Regions from separate parts of the Cyprinus carpio genome. Here region 2 is linked to region 1. The links are chromatin contacts, called in public Hi-C maps. All regions are on one chromosome and are shown on one strand. Each heading gives the region's core, a stretch centred on a gene start, on an enhancer-like site or on the middle of the called end of the contact. The rest is flanking DNA. Distances are from core to core; before and after follow the strand shown.

The links. A called contact is a pair of places that touch in the nucleus more often than the background predicts.
Region 2: a Hi-C map of skeletal muscle shows a contact between it and region 1, with 2.8 times the contacts expected there. The contact joins the enhancer-like site here to the promoter of LOC109083592 in region 1. A contact is called at or near these places in 2 of 8 Hi-C or Micro-C datasets (both in skeletal muscle).

Annotation. Positions count from the first base shown.
Region 1 is chrB24:20,275,791-20,279,948 of ASM1834038v1, reverse strand. LOC109083592 (obscurin-like) reads right to left here and starts at 2,478. Exons shown (of 85, transcript XM_042752096.1): 1 at 2,324-2,478; 2 at 1-1,008. The coding sequence starts at 999. It overlaps abcd4 (ATP-binding cassette sub-family D member 4), which reads right to left. Exons shown (of 18, transcript XR_006158453.1): 18 at 4,088-4,158.
Region 2 is chrB24:20,335,847-20,340,005 of ASM1834038v1, reverse strand. The region is part of intron 5 of LOC109079579 (guanine nucleotide-binding protein G(olf) subunit alpha-like); the gene reads left to right. Among protein-coding and RNA genes, the nearest start is that of LOC109079579, 14 kb to the left of the region's middle. Within about 2 kb of position 1,880, at least 4 of the 8 cell types and tissues checked have an H3K27ac peak or open chromatin away from gene starts, as enhancers often do. A contact at or near this core is called in skeletal muscle, where this site is marked.

The DNA of each region.
Region 1 (4,158 bases), core at 1,229-3,728:
CTTGAGGATGAAATTCTCCGCCTGGTCCTCATACATAACATGTCTGCGGCCCTCACTGATGTTCGCCCCATCCTTCCTCCAGATGATCTGAGGTTTGGGATGGCCTGTGACGAAACAGCTAAGCTTTGCATGTTTACCCTCGGTCACCATACAGGTGCGGGTGAACACACCTTTAGGCAACATGCTGGTCAAGGCCGAAACCCTCTGCTCCTGATCATAGGGGAGTCCCAAGCTTCCAAGTTCCTCTGTGATCGTGGAAGATGAAGTTGAAAGCTTGGTTGAGGAACTTTCCTTGGTTCGATATAAGGAGATGTCCTTCCGCATTTCTTCTTTCCGCTTCTGCATGTGTGAGAGGAGGGATGTGCTCTTGTCTGCATTCAGGAGACGTGTATCTTGAAGGTCGACCACCAGAGAAGCAGCGGCCTGAGCACGGCCAATGGAGTTCTGTGCACGGCAGGTGTAGGTACCACTGTCCAAGCTCCTGACACTCTGGATCCTCATGGAGCTGGAGTCTTTTTCCGAGATTATCTTGATGCGGTTGGTCTCACCCAAGTAGCGACCATCCTTTTCCCAGTCAAAGTTGGGTGCCGGATGGGCTGCCACCCGACAATAGAAGGTCACCTCACCCCCTAGACCCACACGGGTGGAGACAGGCTTTACTGTAAACACTGGGGCCCGATCAATCACAGTTTCCGGCAGTCCCACCTTCAGGGTCACAGCTGCATATGCCTCTCCGACATTGTTCTTGGCACGACACATGTACTGACCACTGTCTTCTAGAGTTAGATCGTAAATGGTAAGTCGGTAAACGTCACCATCTTCTACTTTCTTGAAGCGTCCACCTGCAGAAAGAAGCATCTTGTCTTTCTCCCAGGTGACTACAGGAACAGGGTTTCCCACAATAGTGCAGCTGAGGGAGGCATCTCGTCCCACGCACAGCGAGAAGGCCTTGGGTCGAGTTAGGAAGCGTGGAGCCCCGCCAAATAAATTCTGATCCATTCTTGCTTTCTGTAGAGATGAAACAACACACTTTAATAAAAGTTAAAGTTGTGGTCAATGCATAGAGGAGAAACATAAGAACTTGAGATTATATAAAAGCTTTACGTATTTGCATCTTGTCACCATTAAATCTTGCAACTAATCTCAAAGACATTTCTAAAAAAGCTGCCTCTCAGTTTATCATACTGTAAGTCGGTTTGAATAAAGAGGGTCTGCTTATGACAAACAACCATGTCAAGAAGATCCTGAAATAGACATTTTGAGAAATGAGAGAGGCCTACTTTTAGAGATGCCCACTCAAACCTCTCCAGTATCCCACCACAAATGTGAAATAATGCTAGTTGGTTTAAAGAGTCAAATGTATAAACAAAGCATTAAAACAAGTTTGCCATGTGTGAGAATTTAACATTTTCTATGTAGCAATACTTAAGCTGATGTGATACATTGTAATATTGTCACTCTGGTACACTTTCCTGCATGCAATAAAATAAAACTTAAAAACAAGACCAGATATCTTTTGTCCATTTTCCAAAAAGAGAACAACTGTAAATGTAAACTGACTAAAAATTATATTGTCATTGTTTGGGGGGATACTAGTATATAAATGACATCAGAGCAAATGGACATGCACTGGAAGTCACAAAACACTGGGTGGTCAAAATGAACATTGTCCACTTTTGACAGAACTTGGAACGCCCAATTTAAAATAACCAGCCTTGTATCTAGAAACAATAATTGTATTGACCTACATCTTTATAACATTAAGAGGTCATCAACTTCATCAACAGAACAGTGACTGATCTAGTGAAATATCACCACAGAAAGTCAGTTTTACTGATGAGGTAGAATTTCAGTGTAACAAAGTTAAACAAAAGGATGTTGGTCTTTGAAAAGCATGACATTTGCCAGCTCTAACACCTCACTCCCCTCAGCTGCCTGTCCCAAAAATAACCTCAGCTGTCGGACTCCGTCTGCACTATGTCCATTTGTAGAAGAGATTTTGACCTGCTGTGTGATATATATGTATTTGTGAATGGCATGTTTCTAAACTTATAAATTTCGTTTCAAAGATCAGGAGACGTTTTTGCCTGTGTGGATCTCTACTTGCGAGAAAAAAAAATGAAATCGTTTTCATAATGAAAAACTTTAAAATTTAAACTGAGCAACAAAATAATAAAGTACCCTAACTTAATCAGTTCAAACTTGTTGAATTTGCGACATATGTAATAAAATAACATAGAAACATTGAAAAGTATTCCCTCAGATATTGAAAGTTTTACGTTTTAATATTTCATAACGATAAAAAAAAAAAATCGCCTCTTACATTTTTCCCGTCAAGCTACTGATATAAACCGGTGCAGATGTTCATAAATATCCGATGTTGGCATGTGAAGATATCCTCGTGAAAACAGGTAAATTCCGTGGACTGTAGAGGGGGAGGACAGTGTGTTTTATCCCACAGTGTCTTTGCTGTGTTGTGTGACGCTCCTGTATCGGTCCAGCCTCCCGTTGAAAATAGATCCGTTACTTACCGGAGCAAATTTCGGTGAAGTGAGACAGTTATTGTCACCTCATCCTGTATGACAAACCGTTTTAGCAGTTTAGGCAGTTTTTTTTTTTTCCACCAAAGCTATTGCTTTGTTTCCTTAATGCAGTAACAAATTGCACATTATTGTTATTATATTATGGACTCAAGGTATCTGTTGCAGTAGATAGGCTTCTTCTGATCAGTGCAATTGTCACAAGGATGATTTTAAATGACATTGCATTGCATTATGACAAATCAAATTGTATTGCCTATTGTTTTTTTCTATTTATTATTATTTAGAAACAAACATAGACAAAGAAAAACAAGTGTTTCAAAATAGGCTATACTGACATAGGTTTGGGTATGTGGCATTTTACCAAAAGGTTTAACATCCTTTTCCTTTATGAACTATATATTGGAACAATCCTGCAAATTACTGTGTGCATTTAAGCAGTTGGTTTAAATTTTAAGATTCAATACACCTAGGTGGCTACAGTAAGAAAACTATTTTAATTCTTATTCATCTGAAATCATTTCACTAAAATTAAACTCTTGTGATGGTTTAGTTATTCCATAGTTATTATATGTCTCATATTTTCCTGAATGACTAGCGGGTCTTTCCCGTGCCTGTTGACTGACAGCAGCAGATTGACCAGGCTCACATTTAAAACTGTCTGAAAGTCAAGCAGTGGGATCAGTCACACTCTTTGGTGGGAGGGATAATTTTGCTGCTTTAGTTTGCAAATGTGCAACTTTCACAACCCTGCCTGGTTTTAATGTACCACAAATGCTCAGCGCTTGTACGGCAATGCTAACATAAATGTTTGGTTATGCAAATTATCCATGTTTTCTTCTTTTAAGAACTAGTATAAACTGTTAACTAAACTGTTAGTGTTCCCTGCATGGCAACAGATAAACTGCATATACACCACTAACTCTTTGAGATAGAGTGTACTGTGGCCAGAGGTTGTATATGTATGCCACATATATACACATACTACTATAAATACAAAATACAGATCAGATCAAGTTGTTTCTAAACATATAAAGTGAGAAAGTTTGCTAATTTTAACTTGGAGATAAGTATACTGTATTCTAGCAGGGATATATAGTGGGATATGGGGCTGTACTTCCAGACCGATCACACCTTTCCTGATAGATAAATACTTTTGTCTTCTTATTCTCAAATACATTTAAAATAATGCATTTGAGAAAAAGTATTTATTTAAGAGTGTTTATTGCTCAAATGTATTAATAGAGTATGTATTAGGAATAGAGAATGAGCTTAATTAAACTCGTAATTATTAATGGAGTTGAATTGGGATTCAGCTCTGTGGCAGGAAAATGTTGGCCCTCTACTGGTCAGGCAGAGAAATTACAGAAATTAATATTTTCCATCCACAATAACTTGCAGCCAAACATTAGAGTAAACATCTTTACAAAAAAGGTTCTTATGACCACCTATGACCAAAAAGACCATTTTGACATTTGCTTGGGAATTAATAGTTTAATATCAGCCGTGTTAATAAAATATTTTATATTTATAATATATACTGTATATTTGAAATGTTCTGTAGTCACTTTATCCAAAATTATTCTTGAAATACTCTTAAATGTCCTTCATAATAAAA
Region 2 (4,159 bases), core at 631-3,130, 61 kb before region 1:
TCATTTTGGTCAAATTATGCAGCCACGTACAAGCACAGCTTTTTTTTTTTTTTCAAAATCATGCAGCCAGAGCTTTGCAGTTGTTTAAGGTGTTTTGAGTAGTTTAAAGTCACAGTGTGTTTCTGTGCATTTGCTATTTGCCGGAGTGTTCTGATTGGTTGCTTGCTGAACTGGACTGAGAGAATACACCCTTCTAGGTATTTCTTGTGTATGTCCTTTTTTGCACCTGTATTTTGTCTGCCCAAGTGTTTATTAAATGCCTGGAAAAGTAATAGCACACCTCTCCTCAACAAACCACATAATTGGAGGTCATTCATACGGCATTAATGTTGCAGGACAAGTTCTGTGCTAAACTTTAATACTTGGGGTCAAAGGTTTGTTTAGAACACTAACCCTAAGCATGAGCAATAATAATAGTTATGCCGGCTTTAGCAAACACCAGTAATCCAGTAATTATATCTCAGTATTATTTAGACTATGTTATGCTCTTTTGATAATATTTGACAATGTTATGCACATTTATTATTTATTATATGCATTTATATTTACTCTGAAATTATTTAAAGTAAAGCCTTAGGGGACCAAAACAATAAAATGTAGTTATAAATTATAAAGGCATGTTTTCCACACTATTTCACTAAATGAACAGAATAATGATATTTAGGAATGTTTATTTATATAGAAATAATTATATTTATAAACAATATCAGTTTTTTAATAGACCATTTTTAAAGCTTGTAACATGCCATGCAGAGTTCAGACTAAAACTCTACAAATTTTCCAAATCATTTGCCATTTCTTTTAACAAAAAACTCAATGTTATATCCAAATATGTGAGTATTTGTAACTTTGAATATTATGAATTCATAAAAAATGCTTTTGCTGTAAAATAATAACATTTTACTCAATACAGATTTGTTTATAATTTTCCATGAATTCAAATTAAACTAAAAGCTACATTGTTTAATGTTACAGAAAGTATAAATTACATAAATTATAATTGGAAAACCGTGCATTCTTAAATAATATTTTTTTCTTTTATATTTAGATTTATTTATGCATTTAAGAATTTCACTTTTGAAGTGAAATCAGGCATCAAAACATAACATAAAAAAGATGGATAACTGTTATTTTTTTGTTTGTTTTATTTTATGTAAACATAGGCCTACCTGATATTTAATTTTATTTAAACAGACCTGACATAACTGAGACTAAATATTGTCTTAGAAATGTATAAAATTGTGTGTGTGTGTGTGTGTTATTTTATATATATATATATATATATATATAATATATACGATTAATTGCAATTAATCGCATCCAAAAATAAAAGCTTTTGTTTTCATAATATATGTGTGTGTTCTGTGTATATTTATTATGTATATATAAGTGCACACACACACTATATATATTTTTTTTAAATATTTACATGTCTATATTTATATTCATATAATTTATATTATAAATATATTTAATATATACAAATAAAAATTTTCTGAAATATATACGTGCATGTGTGTTTTTATATATACATAATAAATATACACAGTACACACACGTATATTATGTAAAAAAAAAACTTTTTGGATGCGATAAATCGTGATTAATTTTATATTATTTTTACAAGATTATAAAGACAATTCTTAAGTGTCGTTACAATATGTTGTTAGAGGATTTGATGCAGCTGTTTTATCTCAGTGCATCTTGACTGCCCTTTGGCCTGTGAGATCATTACATGATTGCGTGATTTTGTGACATCTGTCTGTGTTCGTTTCTATTTCTAATGGCACGTCTATTTTGAGGCTCAAAGAAAACAGATTACATGTCGATGTCACACAAATACACGTTCGAGCGGAAGTGGGTCGGTGTGACCGAGACGGTGCTGTTGTGATAGAGGACACTACAGAAACAGTTAAAGCAGCAGTCCGAGCGAGCGAGCAAGAGAAAGAGAGAGAGAGATCCCAGTTGTGTGTGGCGTTCGTTCTGCAGGCCTGGCTGTATGGAGATTGTGGTTGTGCTGTCTGTCCCCCTCCTCCCTCCGCCAGCGCTTATGTAAAGGAACAGCGCAGCCGGGGCAAGCAGGAGCTATTTATAGCACAGCACTGCAGAGCACTCACTGGTGGAGGGTGTCACGTGTGTGTGTGCGCGCTGCCGAATCAAAGGGAGTATCCCGGCAATGCGCGTAAACAAAGGAAGGTCAGAAAGAGAAGGTGAGGCGCAGAAAGAGCCTGTGTGTGTGTGTGTGTGTGTGTGTGTGGTTATACATATCAGACCCTCATAAGTGCTTAGAGGGAATAAACATTCACTGATGTACAGCAGCGCTCTCTCTCTCTCTTCCGGTGCCCTTTTTTTCTGCCTTTTCTTACATAGATACACAAACAAACATGCACACGTGCAGTTGATAAAAATAGCAACAGATTATGATTTCCATTTTTAGCATTTGGGGTTTCTGTTTGGAGATTTTGCCAGCATTTAGCTAAAAATAGAATGACACAACTGCTCAAAGCTATGAAAACCAATAGTGATTATTAAACCATCATGCTTTTATGTTAAATACAGCTTTTTAATGATTTACAACAGGCATACAGATATCTTGTGGCAAGTACTTCAACATATGTACACTCTAAAAATTATTTTTCAAAGTTGCAAATAAAACAAAGATGATTTAAGTACTTTACAATAAGGTGTGACTTGTTAGCATTAGTTAATGTATTAACTAACATCTTTTTAATGTTAGTTAATGAAACACTGTTGCTCATTGTTTGTTCATGTTAGTTCATAGAGCAGTAACCACTGTTAACAAACATGACTTGCTAGTTTAATGCATTAGTAAATGCTGAAATTAATATAAACTCAGATTATTAAATGCTAACAAAGTATTTTTCATTCTTAGTTCATGTTAACTATTGTAGTTAACTAATGAACCTTACTGTAAAGTGATAACCATTATGCTTTACAAGAAAACATGATTTTAAGAAAAAAGTCTTTCTACTTACAATTTCACATTTAATTTAAGGTGTTGTTTGTTGATTCTTTGCAATTATTTGTGATTATTTACTAGCAATTTATGATTAAAAAGTATTTCTACACCTAATTTTTTCAGTGTGGGTTACTTTGAGTTTAAGGTCTATAATAAGGATGGGATGCAGCGAAATGGAAATTCTTAGCCGAAACCAAAGAAAATAAACATAGGGCCGAAGACCGAACACGGTTTTCCATGTTTATTTCCCCTATGTATTTTGCCAATTTTTATTTCTAAGACTATTTCAGCGCAGATTTTCCTTGCGCTTTGGACTTTGAACCCTGGCTAATTGCTAATTTTTCAAGGCCATTTTGCGATTTCAGTCATCATACAGTAACCAGCAACAACCACCCTTCCTCTTCTCATCATGTGATACAGTACTAAACAGTCTCTCTGTCGTTGCTTGTTATGATTTTTGCATCTTTCATGGATAGTTTTAAATGCTTTCACACTGCTGACATGTTTGCCACATTAGTGCACGCCTCTATTTGATCATGTCACGTCATTGTTCAGTACAGTTTATTTAGTCTTTTCACTTATAACGCTTTTTTTTTGCTATTTTCACCCAAATAATTTAGGTTGCCATAACTTGCCAAACATTCGGTGCATCCCTACAATAAGGATTCTTTTTTTTTTTTTATTCTGTGACTGTTTTTTTCCCTCTGGTTCTACGAATTTAAGTATTTGTAATGATTTGTAACTATAATATTTGTCATTTTTTCTTTCACTTTTTTATATTTATATATTTGAATGTATTTACATTCATGCACTTGATAGATGCGACACTTTACACTATTTTTAGTTCATGCATTTTCATAATCATGCATTGCTAGCATCTACAAGAATTTATGATAGTTCATTAATAGTTCAGCTTTCCATGAATGTGCAATTAAATCGTTGTAACAAGTGAAAATGCAATACTCTAATATTATGTGTGCATGCTTGGGAATTAAACTGAAACCTGATCCTGGGCCTAAACAAGACCCTGTAATCTGACCCGACCAGTACTGTCAAATTTGCCTTTTTTAGTTTCATTTTGTGTCTGTAGACCCAGATGCATGCATTCACGCAGCCCAGACTCGAAAATGCAGTGTGTGTGAGTGTATGCAGAATTAGTTACATTAAATTTAAAATAAA